2 separate regions of the Danio rerio genome follow, and region 1 is linked to region 2. Evidence: chromatin contacts called from public Micro-C data. All regions are on one chromosome and are shown on one strand. The core of a region is the stretch at or near the end of the contact, and the rest is flanking DNA. Distances in the headings are between cores, read along the strand shown.

What was found. A called contact is a pair of places that touch in the nucleus more often than the background predicts.
Region 1: a Micro-C map of caudal fin shows a contact between it and region 2, with 4 times the contacts expected there. The contact joins the enhancer-like site here to the promoter of tmem230b in region 2. A contact is called at or near these places in 2 of 18 Hi-C or Micro-C datasets (caudal fin and an unstated tissue).

What each region holds. Positions count from the first base shown.
Region 1 is chr8:6,633,624-6,637,121 of GRCz12tu, reverse strand. No RefSeq gene overlaps it. Among named protein-coding and RNA genes, the nearest start is that of dpysl2a, 78 kb to the left of the region's middle. Within about 2 kb of position 1,916, at least 5 of the 62 cell types and tissues checked have an H3K27ac peak or open chromatin away from gene starts, as enhancers often do.
Region 2 is chr8:6,491,566-6,495,459 of GRCz12tu, reverse strand. It overlaps tmem230b (transmembrane protein 230b), which reads left to right and starts at 2,069. Exons shown (of 4, transcript NM_001102640.1): 1 at 2,069-2,180.

The DNA of each region.
Region 1 (3,498 bases), core at 667-3,166, 140 kb before region 2:
GTACACAGTGTTCATCCCAACCAACACAAAGATGCACATAACGTGGTCTACATATGCCATCAACAGAAGTATTTACACAATACAGTTACAGTAAAAAAAAAAGTGTGGATTTTAGTCATAGACTTTCCATCCCCAGGCAGAAAAAAAAATCCTCAATAGGATTGAGGAATGGAGAATATGGAGGGAGAAAAACAACTAAAAAACGTGGGTGGGCAGTGAACCAGTTATGAACCAGATGAGCTCTGATTTCTGAATAGCAATTATGTGTAACAGGTGTTTACCCATGTGATGAGTTAGTATGCTAAGTAGGGCAACTAACTTTACAATTGTGAATGACAGTGCGTTCCTTGTAAAAACAAGAGTTTTTCTGCATGAAAATTGTGCCAAATACAGACAATTGTGTGTAGTGCTTTGAAAAAAAAAGTGTGTTTTAAACCTGCAATTTGAGTGTAAAGCAGGAATTGTACTTGTAGTTTAGCATAATTGGTTCAGGGGGTTGGTGCATCAGTTACATGTTGTAGTCATTGTGTCTGAAATACAAGTAACTGTGTGTAAACAATTTTAAAAAATTAAATAAACATAGGAACAATAGGGTTGTTGCTAGAGCGGATACGTTTGCGGCCGGAAGTTAACGCAAATTATTTCTATTATTTATCAAATTTTTCATTTGTTGTATTTTATCAACGTCTACCCCCACCCCAACCCTAAACCCAACCGTCACAGTAATGTAAAAACAGTTGTTGTACTGAGTATTAGTTATGTTATCTATTAAATTACCCAATAAAATGTATTTTTTAACGCCTACCCCCAACCCTAAATCCAACCCTCACAGTACTGTAAAAATATGAATTATTGTTATACAGTGTCATAACAAAATGCTGCTTTATTAATGTGCATATCGCACTTCCGGCCGGCCGCATATCCGATCTAGACTTTACCGAACAATAGGGTTTATGCAGTATGCTAATAGGACTTTTAATTTGCCAGTAATCTGGGTTAACCGCTTCCGGTGAACTATATGCCAATGCAAAATCGGTGCGTTTAAGGTCTGTTTTCTTTAAAAATCAGCGATCTCCACTGGCTGAGTGATATATAAAGTGGGTCCCAGATTGTACAAGAAGCACTGCATTAAATTACATTTTCTGCACCATGTCTTTAAAATATGAGCATTATTTTACCCCAGTATATACAATGGAGCTTCTGCGCCTGACTGCCATATCTGACGGGCGCTTGCGAGCAAACAGCTTTTTGTCTTGAGCAACTAAATGAATGCCAAAGTCTGTTTAATTGATTGTGTTTGAATTACATTACAACATCGATGCTGTAAAAGGAATCGTATAAGAGAAAAAAACTCACAATAACCAGTCACCGGAAGTTTATCAGTATTAGAACAACACTTGCTCGGCATATACCCTATTCCCCATGTTAATAATACAAATAGTCTATTAAATGGTTTAAATTATTCATTTATTAATTGCTACAAATCCACGAATTACCAATTATATGTGCAAAACAGCCTATATTTATGCTTTACGTGACATTATTGGCGAATTTGGCTTGAATGAAATTAAATCTCTTGTATCACACGATAGGCGTGTCACTGAGTGAGCTCACTCTCTGATTGGTTGATTGCTCTAGTCGCTCCCACCGCACTCAAAACAAGCATGGTGCTACAAAGCAAGCAAGAGGATGCAAAGCTCTCGCGGAAAATGGAGATCAATTTGCGGTTAGTATCTCTGTTTTTCCTCCCTGCGTTGTGATATTATAACGTTTTCCTAACGCTTTTCTCCTAGTTCTGAAACTTGCTTTACTCTTATCCCTTATTAAGTGGAGAACTTTAGTGCTGTATCTTCACAACAGCTTTGTGGAGAAGAGTTTGGGCGTTGTCAGCTAATGCTAATGCGTTGTTGTACATACCGCACTCTATCATCTGTAAATATAACGTACAGAAAGCGAATATTATACACTGAGTAGGCCCATACAGTATATCCTGAAGAAATACAACAACCAAAGTGTTCAACCTTTGAATGTTATGTCCACAGTAGAACAGCAGGAGGAGGTGTTGGACAGCAAAAAAGCAGTGCATCTCGTTCACTTCAGGATCATGATGAAGTTTAGCATGTCCATGAGCTTATATTTTCGTGCCCTTTATGAAATGCTATGAGTGATTTGTCCATATAACATGATGATGATAAAAAAGCATATTTATTACTGCATGTCTACATATTTTTCCCATTTAGGAAATAATTGTCTTTAAATTTTTGTGAGACTTTGTTTTTTCAGTGTTTTTTACTATGCTAAAATGTTATTTTAGGTCTTGCAACAACTTTATGACAACATCAACAATTTTAAAAGTGAACATTCAGCAATAACATTATAAAATTACAAGAGTATTGTTGTTAGCAGGGTGAGAATTACAGGGGATTTGATTCTTTAAATTAAATAGTGTAAAAGTTTGTATTAAATAAAAATAATACTTATTGTTATTAAAAATAAATTGATTTAAAAATACATTTACCTGGCACTATATTGGTTCATTATATTGGTACGCCCAGCAAAAAGGTGGGAAAATATTCAATCTAGTACCAATCCGCCCTATATGTGGACTACACACGGCACCTGGCATAGGTGAATCTAATCTATCTATCTATCTATCTATCTATCTATCTATCTATCTATCTATCTATCTATCTATCTATCTATCTATCTATCTATCTATCTATCTATCTATCTATCTATCTATCTATCTATCTATCTATCTATCTATCTATCTATCTATCTATCTATCTATCTATCTATCTATCTATCTATCTATCTATCTATCTATCTATCTATCTATCTATCTATCTATCTATCTATCTATCTATCTATCTATCTATCTATCTATCTATCTATCTATCTATCTATCTATCTATCTATCTATCTATCTATCTATCTATCTATCTATCTATCTATCTATCTATCTATCTATCTATCTATCTATCTATCTATCTATCTATCTATCTATCTATCTATCTATCTATCTATCTATCTATCTATCTATCTATCTATCTATCTATCTATCTATCTATCTATCTATCTATCTATCTATCTATCTATCTATCTATCTATCTATCTATCTATCTATCTATCTATCTATCTATCTATCTATCTATCTATCTATCTATCTATCTATCTATCTATCTATCTATCTATCTATCTATCTATCTATCTATCTATCTATCTATCTATCTATCTATCTATCTATCTATCTATCTATCTATCTATCTATCTATCTATCTATCTATCTATCTATCTATCTATCTATCTATCTATCTATCTATCTATCTATCTATCTATCTATCTATCTATCTATCTATCTATCTATCTATCTATCTATCTATCTATCTATCTATCTATCTATCTATCTATCTATCTATCTATCTATCTATCTATCTATCTATCTATCTATCTATCTATCTATCTATCTATCTATCTATCTATCTATCTATCTATCTA
Region 2 (3,894 bases), core at 820-3,319:
AGTTGACAACAGTTGTGAAGATTGTCTTATTTATGACAGGTTCATGTCCTTAACATTAATCTTGTCAGAATCCTGTCACTGACTTTGTCATCCAATTTTGATGAGAGCTTTCTGATTGACAAGTGCCCTGCCCCCCCTCTATGGAACCCCCCAATGAAGTCATGTGATTTCACTCACATGAAGTCCATGCTAAATTTATAATAAGTCCTGTTGCCTGAATTTTGTTAGAACAGAAATAAACACACAGAAGCTTAGGTGTCCCAGATTACCCAAATTCACACTACATTTTTATGCTAGTGTAACCCCGCCGGTCCTACGTCCCCCAACCCGCTCCGAGCCGGCGACTGTCCGCATGGGAGTCGGTTGCTCTACCAGGGAGGCTAAAGACCATGGCCTCTAGCGTCTGTCGGTAGAGCACCTTTAGAGGTCAGAGGAGTGAGGTTTACCTGCACAGCACTTTCCACCTGGCCTCCCTTACACTCACCCCCTTAAACCTCCCTCCCATCCGGGTCACGGCACCAATTTAACCCCACCAGTCTTACACCACCCAACCCACTCCAAGCTGGTATCGAACCGGCGAGTTTCCGCATGGGAGTCAGTTGCTCTACCAAGGAGGCTAAAACACCTTTAGAGGTCACAGGATTGAGGTTTAGCAGCACAGCACTTACTAGCTGGCCTCCGTCACACTAAACATTCATTCATTCATTTTCTTGTCGGCTTAGTCCCTTTATTAATCCAGGGTCTAAGAAAAACTTATCCAGCAAGTTTTTACGCAGCAGATGCCCTTCCAGCCACAACCCATCTCTGGGAAACATCCACACACACATTCACACAAACACTCATACACTATGGACAATTTAGCCAACCCAATTCACCTGTACCATATGTTTTTGGACTGTGGGGGAAACCGGAGCACCCGGAGGAAACCCACGCGAAAGCAGGGCAACATGCAAACTCCACACAGAAACGCCAACTGAGCCGAGGCTTGAACCAGCGACCTTCTTGCTGTGAGATGACAGCACTACCTACTGCGCCACTGCTTCGCCCCACTAAACAAAACAGCAAGACTGAATTAAAAATGTGTTATTATTAGTAACAGTAATTGTTTATTTATATATTTTTGGGTTGTGAACGTAAGTTACTTCAAAAATTTTGTAATTACAAATTACATAACTTTAATTGTATTTAAATTGTATATTTTTATTACTGTCTGAAAAGTAGCCCAGTTACTAAATAAGTAATTCAATGTCAATAATAAAATATTTAGATAAAACACAGCCGCACAGAAATACATATGTAAGTAGGGGAAATAATAAACTAAGACTATTTATTTATTTATTTTACTCCTCATCTTTTCTTTTGTTTTTAGTAGATGATGTAGATCAGGGGTCACCAACCTTTTGGAAACTGAGAGCTACTTCTTGGGTACCGATTAGTGTGAAGGGCTACCAGTTATTAAATAACACATTTTTCTTAATTTACTTTTAATTATATGTTATTTTTAATAATTAATAATATTCATCTTTGTGAAGACATTAATCATGTTAATGATTTCTCACAGTAGTTGTCAACAATGATTTAACAAGTTAGATAAATATCAATATGCAACACTTCATTTGTCTGTAATTGTTTTTAAAGTATATATATAACTTAAAGTAATTTTCAAATTCACATCAATGCAAGTGTGATTTAAAAAGAATACATATAAAAATATTAGATGCAGCTTACTCTTATGTGGTGTTATGGTGAGCTATTTTGAGCCATGTTGGTGACCCCTGATGTAGATTATCACACGATATTATACCACTTACCGTTGTTAGTGTCACCATATATTCTCTCAAATCCTTTATTAGAGTCCGCTGTTTATATATAATAAAGCTTACTCACCGAAGACAGCCTTTAATCGATCAATAAACACTTTTATTCTGTGACAGAGCTCCCTCGTGTGGTTTTATCGTGAGCGCATTGAAAGCGCAAATGAGGTTTGAGATAAACCAGAGAACGCAGAGGGCGCATGCGTGGTGTTCACATCCGGAAGTGTTTTGTTTATAATCTCATGCTGGACCTACACAAACTGACCTAAGGACGACTTTACTCAATTCTAGCTAAAATGACTTAATATTTTGTCTCGAGCTTCAAGATAAAACGTCAACAGACTCTTCTGCAATATCAGGTTCAAGGTAATTTATCAAAATAATTAGGTAGACGTGCTATATTGATAAGTAGGCTACATTTGACGTGTGTTTCTGCTTTGACATTATTGGGGAACGTTAAAGTTGGTTTCATATTTGCACATTCAACCTTTATATAACTTTCATTCAAAATATACCTTCAGAAAATTATTCATTGCTAATTCTACACATGGATATCATATTATTAGCCAATGGCTACAAAAGTACAACATTGTTTACAGTCAATTAAATAGTGCAGTGATTCTCAAACTTTTTTCACTAAGTACCACCTCAGAAAAAAATGTCTCTCCAAGTACCACCATAATATATTGAAATGCAGTAGCGTAGTATGCCTAATTAAGCAGCCAAAGCTCTGCACTGTGCAAAAATGAGGCAGATTAATTTCTATTATTAGGAATATTTATTATTGTCAGCCATTTTAAACATAATAAATAGCTTGAACGTTAACACTGCACTATGCGTATACAATATACAATAGCTGTTCAACATTTTTACAGCAGCATAAATTCCCTAATCAGGGAAAGAAAACTGAAAACATTTACGCAGTTCCTAATGATAATAACAGAGCAACATATCACTTTACATATCACTTTACATTAATTTAGACCTAAAGCGAACAAATGTATATTTTTGATTATTCATGTCATTGTCTCCCTAGTAAATAAACTTATTATTTAAAATAAAAGAAATATTATGTTGAAAAAAGGTGTTTACAACTACAGTTTTCTTGTTTTGACACATTAGAATATGTCGCAAAGAAAATTAAAAAACAAAAAATTATAACCGGTCCATTAGTGTTTAGCCCTTTATAAATCTAAAATTTGATTCATAATGGTCTTAAAAACTTTGTAATTAAAATATCCAAAAATGATGTTTTCAAAATGCAAATTAAAATGAAGCAATGTATTTTTTTATAAAGACAGAAGCATCAAACTAAAGCTTTTTAACATAACCACATTGCCAAAAAATGTGGGGTGCAGTTTCCAAATGCAAAGAACAGGAGCCATTTATATCAGTATTCTTTTTTAATTAACTGATTAACTGTTATTTGTAACAAAAGATTTGTGAGTTAATGACCAAATTCTTTCTCATTTAGGAAATCTAACATTTTTTACAATAGGTAATAGAGCTAGGCTTGAAAACAACTTGGTTAAAAAAAGAGTCTGTAATCAATATTCAAAGTAGCTTGGTCAACAATTTAGAGACTGTGTCACAAGCTGTCACTGTTCAAAAATAAACAAATGTGCGAATATAAAACCAACCCCTGCTTAAAAAAAACAGCTTATGCTGGTAAGGTATGTTTTTATGCTGGTCTTGCTTGTTTCAATGCTGGTCCTGCTCGTCTCAATGCTGGTCCTGCTCGTCTCAATGCTGGTCCTGCTCGTCTCAATGCTGGTCCTGCTCGTCTCAATGCTGGTCCTGCTCGTCTCAATGCTGGTCCTGCTTGTCTCAATGCTGGTTTTGCTGGTCTCAATGTTGGTCTTGCTGGTCTCAATGCTGGTCAGGAGCAGCATTGAGACCAGCAAAACCAACATTGAGACCAGCACTGAAACCAGCAAGACCAGCATTGAGACCAGCAAGACCAGCATACCAGCATTGATACATACCTTACTAGCATATGCTGTTTTTTTCAGCAGGGACTTTACCTCAGTTTTACATTAATGATGCTGAAGTAGCAGATTAGTAATAGATTAGAGCAGGA